Linked DNA regions of Salmo salar: regions 1 and 3 are each linked to region 2. Evidence: chromatin contacts called from public Hi-C data. All regions are on one chromosome and are shown on one strand. The core of a region is the stretch at or near the end of the contact, and the rest is flanking DNA. Distances in the headings are between cores, read along the strand shown. Region 1 holds the start of LOC106604567 (TBC1 domain family member 9B). Region 2 holds the start of LOC106604570 (calnexin). Region 3 holds the start of LOC106604568 (alpha-1,3-mannosyl-glycoprotein 4-beta-N-acetylglucosaminyltransferase B).

Region 1 (3,910 bases), core at 769-3,268, 250 kb after region 2:
TGGCCTGCTCGCCTCCCTACCTCTGAGGAAGCACAGTTCCCGCTCAGCCCAGTCAAAACTGTTCGCTGCTCTGGCACCCCAATGGTGGAACAAGCTCCCTCACGACGCCAGGACAGCGGAGTCAATCACCACCTTCCGGAGACACCTGAAACCCCACCTCTTCAAGGAATACCTGGGATAGGATAAAGTAATCCTTCTAACCCCCCCCCTTAAAAGATTTAGATGCACTATTGTAAAGTGGTTGTTCCACTGGATATTATAAGGTGAATGCACCAATTTGTAAGTCGCTCTGGATAAGAGCGTCTGCTAAATGACTAAAATGTAAAAATGTAAATGTAAATGAAAACTAAAAGCAGATACAAACTGGACAGCCAGCAAGACCTCCGAGTTGCCCTGTCAACCGTCACCCCAGGCTTCAATAAACTTATCAAACTGAAGAAACACCCCCAGCTTTACCACTGATAGGCCACACACACACAGACAGACACACACAATAAATAAACAGGTTCATGAGTTGTTGTTCACTATGTTAAATATTATTGTTAATTAATACTGACATTCATATTACCTTTTATTAAACTGGTTAAAAACGTACACCTTTAAAAAAAAAAAACCTTAATGTTGTGAAACTATTCACATGGTAATTGATGATTAAGAATTCCTAATTATTGCTGTTTTTTCTATTTTAAAAACTGTTATGTGTTACTGTTCATTAACAAAATGGAATTATCAACAGTCCATAATACTGGGTCGCGACTCAATTGTCATTGTCAAATGTGGGTCCCCAAGCAAAACCAGTTGTGAACCCTCCTTTAAACAATGTACGTGCTGATTGCTAGGCATTCAAATAAGATTATTTATTGATACATTGTGGCCACTACAGGACTTGATTGTAAACGACTCTTGGCGGAATGCAATTGCTTGACTGCCATAATGGTCAGTACAGTAGGTACCATAACGTTGGCTGCCATCAGGCGATAAAACCCACAGAAGAACAATAGTCGAAGGCGACAACGGTAGACAGTGTCCTTTAGCAGGTGGGAGCGAAGGACTAACGTTAGTTTGCTTGTTATTGGGGACTCCGATACACAATAGGCGGGAGCGACACCTTGTGCTCACACGGTTGGCTAGCACGATTTTGCCCCCGCCTGCTCTGTACCAGAGGAACTAGAGGGAGCGACGCAGGTAGACAGTGGCCTTCGCCCCCCTGCCGGTCGGTGCACTGTTTTACGGCAGTTCCGTTGATGAGAGCAGGTTTTCGTTCATGCAGGAACCAATGGGATGTTCGGGTGATGGGGGCGTTCAAGAAGGAACTAATTGTATGCTGGAGGGGTTGTTCCTAAAATGCAGAAATACCTATACGCAAGAACGCCCCGAATTAAGCTCCGCAATCAAACAGTATTGGGTTGGTTAGGCTGACAGTTTACTGTTTAGTGGTGCATGTAGGAAAATGCACATACTTCCAGCAAATAAAACCTATCAACGATGTTAGTTAGTAGTAGCTGCAGACGAAGAAAAAACAACGCGCTAGCTTGGTTAGCCAGCTCCGCTTTACAAGTCAACATCAACAGCTAGCCTGCGCGCTAGCTACCTTGCTAACACACCAAGCTTTCTAGATAACGTTAGCTAAAGCCATCATTACATTAGCCAACACAAATTTCAAAAATCAGAAACATGAGAGCAATTGTAAACCAAATAATGTTATTGTATAGTTACCAGTGATGCCCCCTCCTTTGCCATGGCCCTTTCTCCTCTGGAGAATGAAGAAGGGGTTCGCCCTTTCGCTCACCCACAGAGCGTTGGCAAGCAACACCTCCCCTGGAGTTATCCACATTTTGAATAAGCTTTTTCCAAATTACACACTTATTATTGGATATTATGGTGCAAAGTGTACGGTAAGCGACTTTACACAAACATGTTTTGCAGACGTGTTCCCTGCAGTTTTGAGTTCATGTCCGTCTGTGCAGCTGGTTGCTCTGCTGGTGTCTACTCGGAAACGGTTTCCACTAGTTACCACAGCCACAAAGTCAAATGTCTGTATCGTAAAAATTGATGAAAACAAAACGTTAACTTTTTGGTATTGATTTAACGTTAGGGTTAGCAGTGGTGTGGTTAAGGTTAGGTTTAACATTCATAATTATAGAAATAGCCTGGGTTCATTACTTTGTGGCTGGGATAACTAGTGACAACCCTTGAAACTGGTCGCTTTCTACTTTTACGTAAACACGTCCACTGTACGTTCATATCATAGTGTATATTGCGTCGCTGCTTGGCTCACTGTATTAATTTAACCTATTTAATCCCATCAGTCACAATAGTGACCGTAAAAAACGTTTTCAGTTATAAGGCTCTAAACATTTTACTGAATGATGTGTCAATGCATTCCCACCAAGTATTGAAATAATAAAGGGTCTCAATGAAATATATGCAGTGTCAAACGTTTAGTGTAAATTGTCACATGACAAGAGCTGTTCACTTCCTGGTTGCACCATGAGAAGAGAATGGCTGCATCAAAGCTCCCAAACAAAAGGTTAGTAAAGTATGTTAACATGAAGATGGGGCAAAGATAATTGGTACACATCATATTTAAGGTGTCTAGTATTGATATATGCATTTGCAATTACTCAACTTTGTTCAGTGTTGTCATAGAATGTGTAAACATATTGACGGCAACAATAGTGACCTGTGGGATAACAGTGCATCTTGGTATACACATACATAGTTCTTGTTCTACCTAACTTTCTACTCTGTTCTTTCTTTTAGTTTCACTTTGAGTCAAGTTCTGGATATGTTGGATCTAGGTGACTGCCCAGACAAGGCACGCAAACATTGCAGTTATCCCTCATAATGAGAAAGATGCTGTCCTCAGTGATTGTGGTAGCGATGGGTCAGATATGGACAGGCCATTTGCCAGCCAGGCTGTTGAATGCTGATCCTATACAAACATATCATGACAGGAACAACGTTATCAGTGATGACGTCCCCCCCCATTGTTGATAATGAAGAGCCAAGATCCTCTACCCGCCCGGGAGTCCAGTCAGAAGAGCCAAGGGAAAAGCTGTGGGTGGTCAAAAATAAAGATTGAGAGTTAAAACGATCGAAGAGGTCTGCCACCGATGTGATTCCAAACTGCATAGTATACAGCCCAAATATGCAAAAGTTTGGCACGAAACCACTGAGCCACGGAAGGAGATCTTTACTGGCTGCTACTGTTGAAGATCAGGCAAGATATGACAAAGCTTCTCACTGGCCCATCAACACAATGCTCCAGTTCCAGAGATGTCGTCATTGTGACAAACACACTACCTATGCCTGTGAGAAATGCAAAGCGCCACTGCAAATTGAGTGCTTCAAGATATACCATGGACAGTAGAAAAGGAGATAAGAGTGAATGAATAAGGGCTGAAAAAGAAAGTCGATAAAGGGTGAGGAGAAGCAGTACAACAGACTCTAGGAAGAAAAGTCAAAGGCAATCAAAATGACTGAAATGTTTTTGGAAAAGGTCAATTGATTCAAGACATACTGTGTGACAGTAGGTCTGACTGATCGTAGTTCAAAATAGTGATACACAAACTAATCGTGCACTTGGTTCTGAAGCCTACCTCTATGATATATATATTATATTATTTTGTTCAGTGTAGGCCTCTACTTGAATGCATATTCTACAGGCTACCTCTATCCTAAATGTTACCTTTATGTTCAGTGGGAATTAATCACACGACTGCTATACAGTTGTTAGTGAATGTTGCACTAAAATGTTACAATGAATATTGCACTAAAGTACAAGTTCAAATGTTAAAGTTAAAATATTAATGTTTCAATACATGTTGCACTAAAGTAACAATTTATGTTACAATAAAGTAACAATGTTGAAATACGTTGATGGTTGTTGTTTTGTCTTTGCTCTCAG
Region 2 (3,505 bases), core at 442-2,941:
ATATTCATCCCTAGAATACCAATTACATTTCTCACAATAGCTATCTAGAAACGTGTGAACCATTCAATAAGACACCAATTCTAGCTTTGGAAAACATTGGGAGTCTGTATTGGTTGGACTCCCTGAGTTCTGCATCCTTCTGGTGGGTGGCGACGGAAAATAACCCTACCACAATATAGCCGGTTCACCCCCAAAAAACATTTCCTGTCAATAAAGGCATACGTATAATCTCTAGGAACTCGATTTACCAGATATAAAGTGATGTGTCCCTCGCTATCAAATAAGCGCCCGAATCCAATTGTTCTCCGAACTGCCCCATATTCCTGCAATTAGACCAAGCAGTTCGGACAAAAGTTGGATTCAGACATTTATTTGATAGTGAGGTTAACATCTCACTTTACATCTGGTAAATTGAGTTCCTAGAAATTATACATATGCCTTGGTGGCAGAAAAAAAAGCTGTGAAGCTGGCTATGTTGTGATATGGTTATTTTCTGTCACCAGCCACCAGATCGATGCACAACTCAGGGAGTCCAACCAATACAAAGACTTCTGATGTGTCCCAAAGCTAACCAATTCCGTTAGATAAGCAAACTGTAAAAGCCACATTTCCAAGAGGGCGCTGTATGACCTCTATCTAGCCGTTGCACTTTCTGGTTTCATTCAGTGGCGGAAGTGGGTTTGCAAAACTGGTCAGACTTCTAAGTGCTTTGCCAGTAATACCCGTTTCCATGGTAGAACAGGGGTAACAAGGTTTTCCTATAAAACGTAGCAATTCCTACAAGCAGGCTTCATGTAGCTCCTAAGGGAAATTATTTCACATAAGAATATTATCTGTAGCTAGCTATAGTACTCATCTTGATAACCTCCCCTTTGAAGGGAGTATGCTAATGTAACCCACTATATCCAACACAGGAAACGCGATTACAATGACCACACGAAAAAGGACATAACTACATAAATAGGGCACTTGTGTACGAGATTTCAATTGATTTCGCACCATGACACATACTGCTGCATCATCATCATCATCACCACGTTTTACTGATTTCTAGCGTTAGTTAAACTACAATATAGTTTTACAATAACGTTCCGACATTTTCACAAAGAGGCAATATTTGTCAATTTTCTTTGCTTTAACTCGAGGCTGGTATTGCTTGCTATCCACGTTCGATGCCTCCCATATAGCCAAGTTAGCTAACGTTAGCTTGCCCAACTTGTCTTACACAAAATGTCGGCAAAATGAACACACGAGCAAAGTGTGCAACTGACAGTGTTACATGACAATAAACGGAACAATGACATTAATTTGTTATCTTAATCGCTAACTAGCCTAAATTAGCTTGCTAGCTGGCCGTCAGCTAGCCAGTCTATGCTAAGACCACGCATGGGTTCGTGGTCTTATTCAGTAAGATACATGTATTGCAATTAAACGATACTGGCCTGTATGCAATCAGGTGAACATCCTATGTCAATTTAGACTGAAATTATAATTTAGCGACTTATGTTTGTAAGAAGTGATAGTTATTCGTCATTACTTACCTCCTGATTCCGATGTGACCACTTGGAACTACAGCCGGATCACGTGTGGCTTTGGGGCATGCATACTGGATTAGTAGCTCCACCTTCTCCACTTGCTGATTGGTTGCTAACCTGAAAACGTTGATATTTTCCGGGAATTATAGGAATTTGATTGCTTGTACTGCACGCTCATCACAATGAATGGTCTCCGCCCCCAATCTCAACCTCGTGGACGGCGATGATTTGTCCAGCTCTAAGAGGAAATGCATGCTGATTGGTTATAGTCAGACAAGGCTCAAATATAAATTTGCAGCAGCGAAAATGATTGATGATTATTGTAGTTTATCATCAATGAATGATTTATGTACTTTGTGAAGTTCGAATAAAATAGTAAAACTCTTTACAAATTAATTTATCAACTAAAGCGCCGATGTGATCATTCTGAATGTGAGGCTTATTGAATATGGTGTAGGCTTATTCAATAATGTACAATATAATTAAATCCCTGTTGATGGATGCATTAATTTGGATACAGTTCTTTTTTTCTGATCATAAACAACAACAAATGCTAATTGCATGCCCCCATCCTGGCCAAATTTGGGCGTGTTTGAACCCCATAATAATGGACTGGATTTATGTAGTGTTTTTACATGTGCTCAAAGCACTTTATATTGTATGGATGATGTTTGAAAATGAATGCTGTATTCTATACATCCTGTTTTCTGAAGTGCCTTGACTGCATGCTGCTAAATGAAAATATCAAATAGCCTACCCTACAATATTATCACAAAACATTATGGCCTAGAGATGCATTCAATCCGACCTGCGGAAGGAACGGTTATAGAGCAATGGACATTTATAAAGGTAATTTCCGATTGTGCCGACAGAGTTTATGCAGCGTTTACAGTGAATGTGGACATTGGCTTTCAAAGTTGCATTGCAGAAAACGGGCACTCCAATTCTATCTAGCCCAATGTCATAGGTACACATAGGCCTACTCACTTGCATCCTACCGAGCACCAAAGCCTATGGTGTCAAAATATCAATGGGACTTTGCAGTCACATGGTCCATTCATGAAATATGCAAGGAATGTGACCCATGTACATGTGATTTGGTAGCAGAAAAGTAGCGTAGCCTACCTTTCACAAAAGCAGACTAATTCACACGAGATTACTCAGATGTGCATTGAATTGACCAGAGCAAATAACTTGAAACAAAAACAAACCCACGTCAATTGAAATTCCATCTTTATTACAATTCACAGAATGGATAGATAACATCATTAAATATAGTTGATCTAAATGATACAAAATACAACATATAATAGCAATGCATTCCAGTGCACCTTAGAAGAAAAGAAAACTCTTTCTCCTTCTTAGCTCATTGGGTACAGTTCAGATTTTTTTTTATCCATAGCCCTACGTCGACTTAATGCACCCACGCACCTGCTACTGTATAGTGGCCATACCGATAGCATCGAAGGGGCTCCTAAAACAGCTTGTTTACTGGAGTGCACACCCCAATAAATGGAAAACAAGTTTAGGTCTGTTGTTGCTGAGAAACTGTGTTAACATTGAGCAGAATCAGAATCAATGTTGCATTCTGTATTCGATAGAAAAGCGGCCTCGCTTCTGATTTAAGTCCCCAAGTTTAATTTTGCTTTCAGTACACTTGTATTGGCTGAAATCCCATACTCTTGTTCTGTGCCGACAACTCTTTAGATTTCGATCAAGGGCTTTCAATGGTTTTTCAGTTGGGCTCTGATAAAGGAATGTTTTTTTGATCCAAGTATGCAAAAGCAAATGAATGTGTCCCTTAAACTGCAAAATACTTTGCATCTAGCAATACATAGAACTTGAGTTTGGCCCTTGCCGTCGCAGAGCCTATTTGGAAGATGTATAAGTCTGGTGTCAGGACAATTACAGTACTTTAATAAATTCCACCTTCAATTCATTATAGTAGTAGTGCAGAACATGTGGAACGA
Region 3 (3,757 bases), core at 897-3,396, 170 kb after region 2:
TTCACTCTCTGTGCCCAACATATCCTCTCTGTAGCACAACCTAAACATAGCAATCAGGGAAGTGTAAAGACCCCCAGGATCAATTATCTAACTGTTATATTAGGACTGCTATTATTAGATAATAACTGGCTATTTGGGAAGATAAATGTGCAGTGTGCCTAGAAACATTCCCTAAAGCATGTGTTTGGCATGAAAACATTCATCTTTGTGTGCAGGGTTCTAGCAGAATGAAAAGTTAACCTGCATCCAGCTAGAGCTCTGGTGTAAACTACACACACCCAACACAGTGCAGGTGCACTTCCACTGTGATGCTAATGTTGTGTTAGCTCCTGAGAAGCATAATCTCAAGCTTTTTAAAGGGTCGATTCCATCGGAGTGAAACCAACTACAAATAGACATGAGTCATTACCCTATCAGGTTTCTCTGAAATGTGGCACCAACGTCCAGGGAATTTTGCCACTGCATTATAACAGGGGGAAACGGCTGGATTTCAAATCTATCGTACTAATCTTATGGGAATTTGCCTCATGACATGTTTTCTTTTTTTCTTCAACATTTTCATAAGATATTATTCATCATTACAAAAACGGATAATCATGACATCATACATTAAAGTTCCCAACAACATTGTGAGAGGCAGTGGCTTTCAAGTCCCTATTTAGTTGAACAGACTTTATCAACTTACTTCTATGAAGAGTTCGATGACTAATAATCGCTGAAGAGGAATACATACATAGTTGTGATTTTGTTTGTTATAGCCTCTCAGTGCAGAGAACATTTGGCAGGGACCAAAGGGGAGTGTAAGATTGCCAACGCCATGGAGGGTCCATGAAAGACGTGTGAACTGTCAATAACTATAACAGCCAGCACTCTGAGGGAACTATCAGCCTAGGAAGGGCACGTCCCCTTGCACAACTACTTCAAAGCTCTATAAAATGTACAAACCAAGGGGGAAAAAAAATCCATCCATGCATGCACAATCCACAGCCACCTTGCAGGTTGCAGAGGTAGAATTTTGCAAGTTCAACCACCAGTCAATTCGATCACAGAACGTTAGATGCCGAAGTGGGCGACTATTGCAAACGTCTGCAGGGAGAATCCTTTCTAAAAGCCAGAGCTACACAGAAACATTGGATCAGCATGAATAATCTACAGCTACTTTGTTTCAATCTTGATGCCTGAGATGCGCGTTTTGTGCAATCATCTGATTCATAATGTCAACGCTGTGTTTATACAATGGGAAATATACCAAATATCACTCTGCAAGCGCAGGCTGAGGAATATAAAAACGCCCGTCTTGGCGGCCTTTAGAATGATGTATTTATCAACATAACCTTCTCAATGTAAGCAAAAGCTGAAAGGAAAATGCGTGACAAAGGTAGAGGGTCTGACGGTACCACCCGGTGAAAACTCTATCCTATTCTTCACGGTCGAAGGATAACAACATGCCAATATCAAACACCAACACCAGCAGCTTATTTCCAAACACACAAACGCAAGTGAACGCTACACGATATCAGACCGATATTTTGTGTAGGCTCGGGTCTCCTATAGCAGACGAGATCTTCCAAATCGCCTCAACCCACCCCCGCCGCGTGGTGCGTTATAGCGGCTACCTTACCTTTGGAATTGCTGAATGCCGTGTACCAGGAGAGCGAAATGAGTCCGCATAGACCAAACAATACGACCGTTAGGAAGGTGCCATTTCGGAGCCTCATCTCCGGATCCCCGGGCTCATGTCCGAACCGAGTGCGGGGTATCTGGGCTCTCTCTGCTCGTTTGCGGTGCTTCCAGGAGATAAATGCCTCTTTACGCCTGGCAGTCGGAGCGGAGGACTGAGTTTGTTATTGCGCGGCGCTCTGCTCTCGGGTAGACTACTCAGTCGCACAAGCATGCAGTGCTCACCAGGAAGGGTTGCCAGAAAAGGGGGGATATTTTTTCTCTCTCTCCTCGAGTCAGAGCGGAGTGGTTAAAGAGATGCCATACAGCGTTGCGAGTGGGCGTTGGGAAATGTGAAAGGCAGCAGCTCCAGGTTGATGCTCATGTTCATATTACGCTCATTTAATTTAATGACGTAGGCCTAAGTGCCCGATGTAGTCTACAAGTGCTTCTTCATCCATTCGGATACTGAGCCCGGTATGCAAGTGGATCGCAAGTGCAGCACCAAGAGGCAAGAATGAAATAGCCATAACTCACTTGGCTGAAACATTTGACAGCGCTTTAAATTGAATTTGACTTCTGCTATAACGTGGAAAGGCAAACCATGTGCCCAAATCCATATGGGTTATTTAGCCTACCTAGAAGCGGGCTGTCAATTAAACACTTTTTCGTTGACTAATAAACCTAATTCAAATCTGGGGCCCGAATGAGCAGTGCATTTCTCTCCACATCTGGCCGGAACACACCTGTTTTATAGGCTGCACTAATTCGCCAAATTAACAAACCGTTGCGCAAACTGTTTACAATTGTCAGTCACTCTGCAAACAAGCTGCAAACATACTCACTACTACTGTCGAACTGAAAAACAATAAACAGGTAGTCAGTCTATCTTACAAAAAATATTTTTTTTCTTAAAGAAAACATTTTTCAAACTATTTTTTACATTTTTTTATTTAACTAGGCAAGTCAGATATGAACAAATTCTTATTTTCAATGACGGTGGGTTAACTGCCTTGTTCAGGGGCAGAACGACAGATGTTTACCTTGTCAGCTTTCGGTTACTAGTCCAACGCTCTAACCGCTAGGCTACCTGCCGTCCCTATCCAACAAGACACTTTCTTGTCAGTCAACATGTTTTTGTTTTGATAAATGCTCCATAAAATAAATCATAATACAGGAATAATGTCAGCAAATGAAATTATGTCCATAGAGGTTATTCCAATGAAAATGACCCCGTGTGGCTGTTGGTAGACCGTGGAGCTTGCAACACCAATGTTGTGGTTGAGATTAACCCAGGGGACCAGTACGGAATATGTATGCACTAACTACTACGTACTGTAAATCGCTCTGGATAAGAGCGTCTCCTAAATGAATAAAATGTAAGTGACAGACAATACCATTCTTAACATAAATCATTTGCCAGGAAAAGAAGGCAAAACTACAACAAGATGTGCAGGAACTTCTCAGCAATATCTTCCAGGGAGGCAGGTCCCTCCCTGCCTTGCACCATGTAGTAGACTAGGCACATGGTTGGTGGAGAAATGCTATCACCTAGCGGTGAAAGAAAAATTTAACACATAGCTCATTTACTACTTTACGAGCGTCTTGGTTTTGACTAGACGGATTACATTTTTTGTCTGATTTGGTTTGGAGAATTTACGCAGAAGGTTAGAGTAATTAACGTAGCAGGTTAGGAGAATCCTTTATAGCCATGACCGTGCGCCTTTTCCCTACCATTATTGCTCAGGTGACAATTACTCATCATATCAATAAGGTAACCATGGGATAAACTTAAATTAGCCTATGAACATGGTCATTCAAGCCTTATGGCAACAATGATAGATTAATTGGACACGGAGTGACAACAATAATTTATAAAAGCACAACAAAAAATACAGCCAGTCATAATCCAGAGACTTGATGGTTGAGATCCACGAATTATTATGACAACATAGTAATACGCCCACAAACAAATTTGATCTCGTTTCTAAAACCAATCTGTTTCTAGAAGCATCTTGCGCGTTCTACGGATTACCAAACTCACCAGGGAAAAAAATATACTGTTTGATAAAGTGGTCATGGGACCTATGCGTCAGAA

Evidence for each region. Hi-C and Micro-C count contacts between places; a contact is called where the count stands out from the background.
Region 1: a contact with region 2 is called in a Hi-C map of gill, with 2.7 times the contacts expected there. The contact joins the promoter of LOC106604567 here to the promoter of LOC106604570 in region 2. A contact is called at or near these places in 2 of 3 Hi-C or Micro-C datasets (gill and muscle).
Region 3: a Hi-C map of gill shows a contact between it and region 2, with 11 times the contacts expected there. The contact joins the promoter of LOC106604568 here to the promoter of LOC106604570 in region 2. A contact is called at or near these places in 3 of 3 Hi-C or Micro-C datasets (blood, gill and muscle).

Annotation. Positions count from the first base shown.
Region 1 is chrssa05:29,600,341-29,604,250 of Ssal_v3.1, reverse strand. It overlaps LOC106604567 (TBC1 domain family member 9B), which reads right to left and starts at 2,018. Exons shown (of 21, transcript XM_045718038.1): 1 at 1,717-2,018. The coding sequence starts at 1,740. LOC123743088 (a long non-coding RNA gene) reads left to right here and starts at 2,003. Exons shown (of 2, transcript XR_006769848.1): 1 at 2,003-2,530; 2 at 2,764-3,881.
Region 2 is chrssa05:29,853,997-29,857,501 of Ssal_v3.1, reverse strand. It overlaps LOC106604570 (calnexin), which reads right to left and starts at 1,691. Exons shown (of 14, transcript XM_014199339.2): 1 at 1,542-1,691. LOC106604568 (alpha-1,3-mannosyl-glycoprotein 4-beta-N-acetylglucosaminyltransferase B) reads right to left here. Exons shown (of 15, transcript XM_045718039.1): 15 at 2,752-3,505.
Region 3 is chrssa05:29,682,762-29,686,518 of Ssal_v3.1, reverse strand. LOC106604568 (alpha-1,3-mannosyl-glycoprotein 4-beta-N-acetylglucosaminyltransferase B) reads right to left here and starts at 2,146. Exons shown (of 15, transcript XM_045718039.1): 1 at 1,622-2,146. The coding sequence starts at 1,718.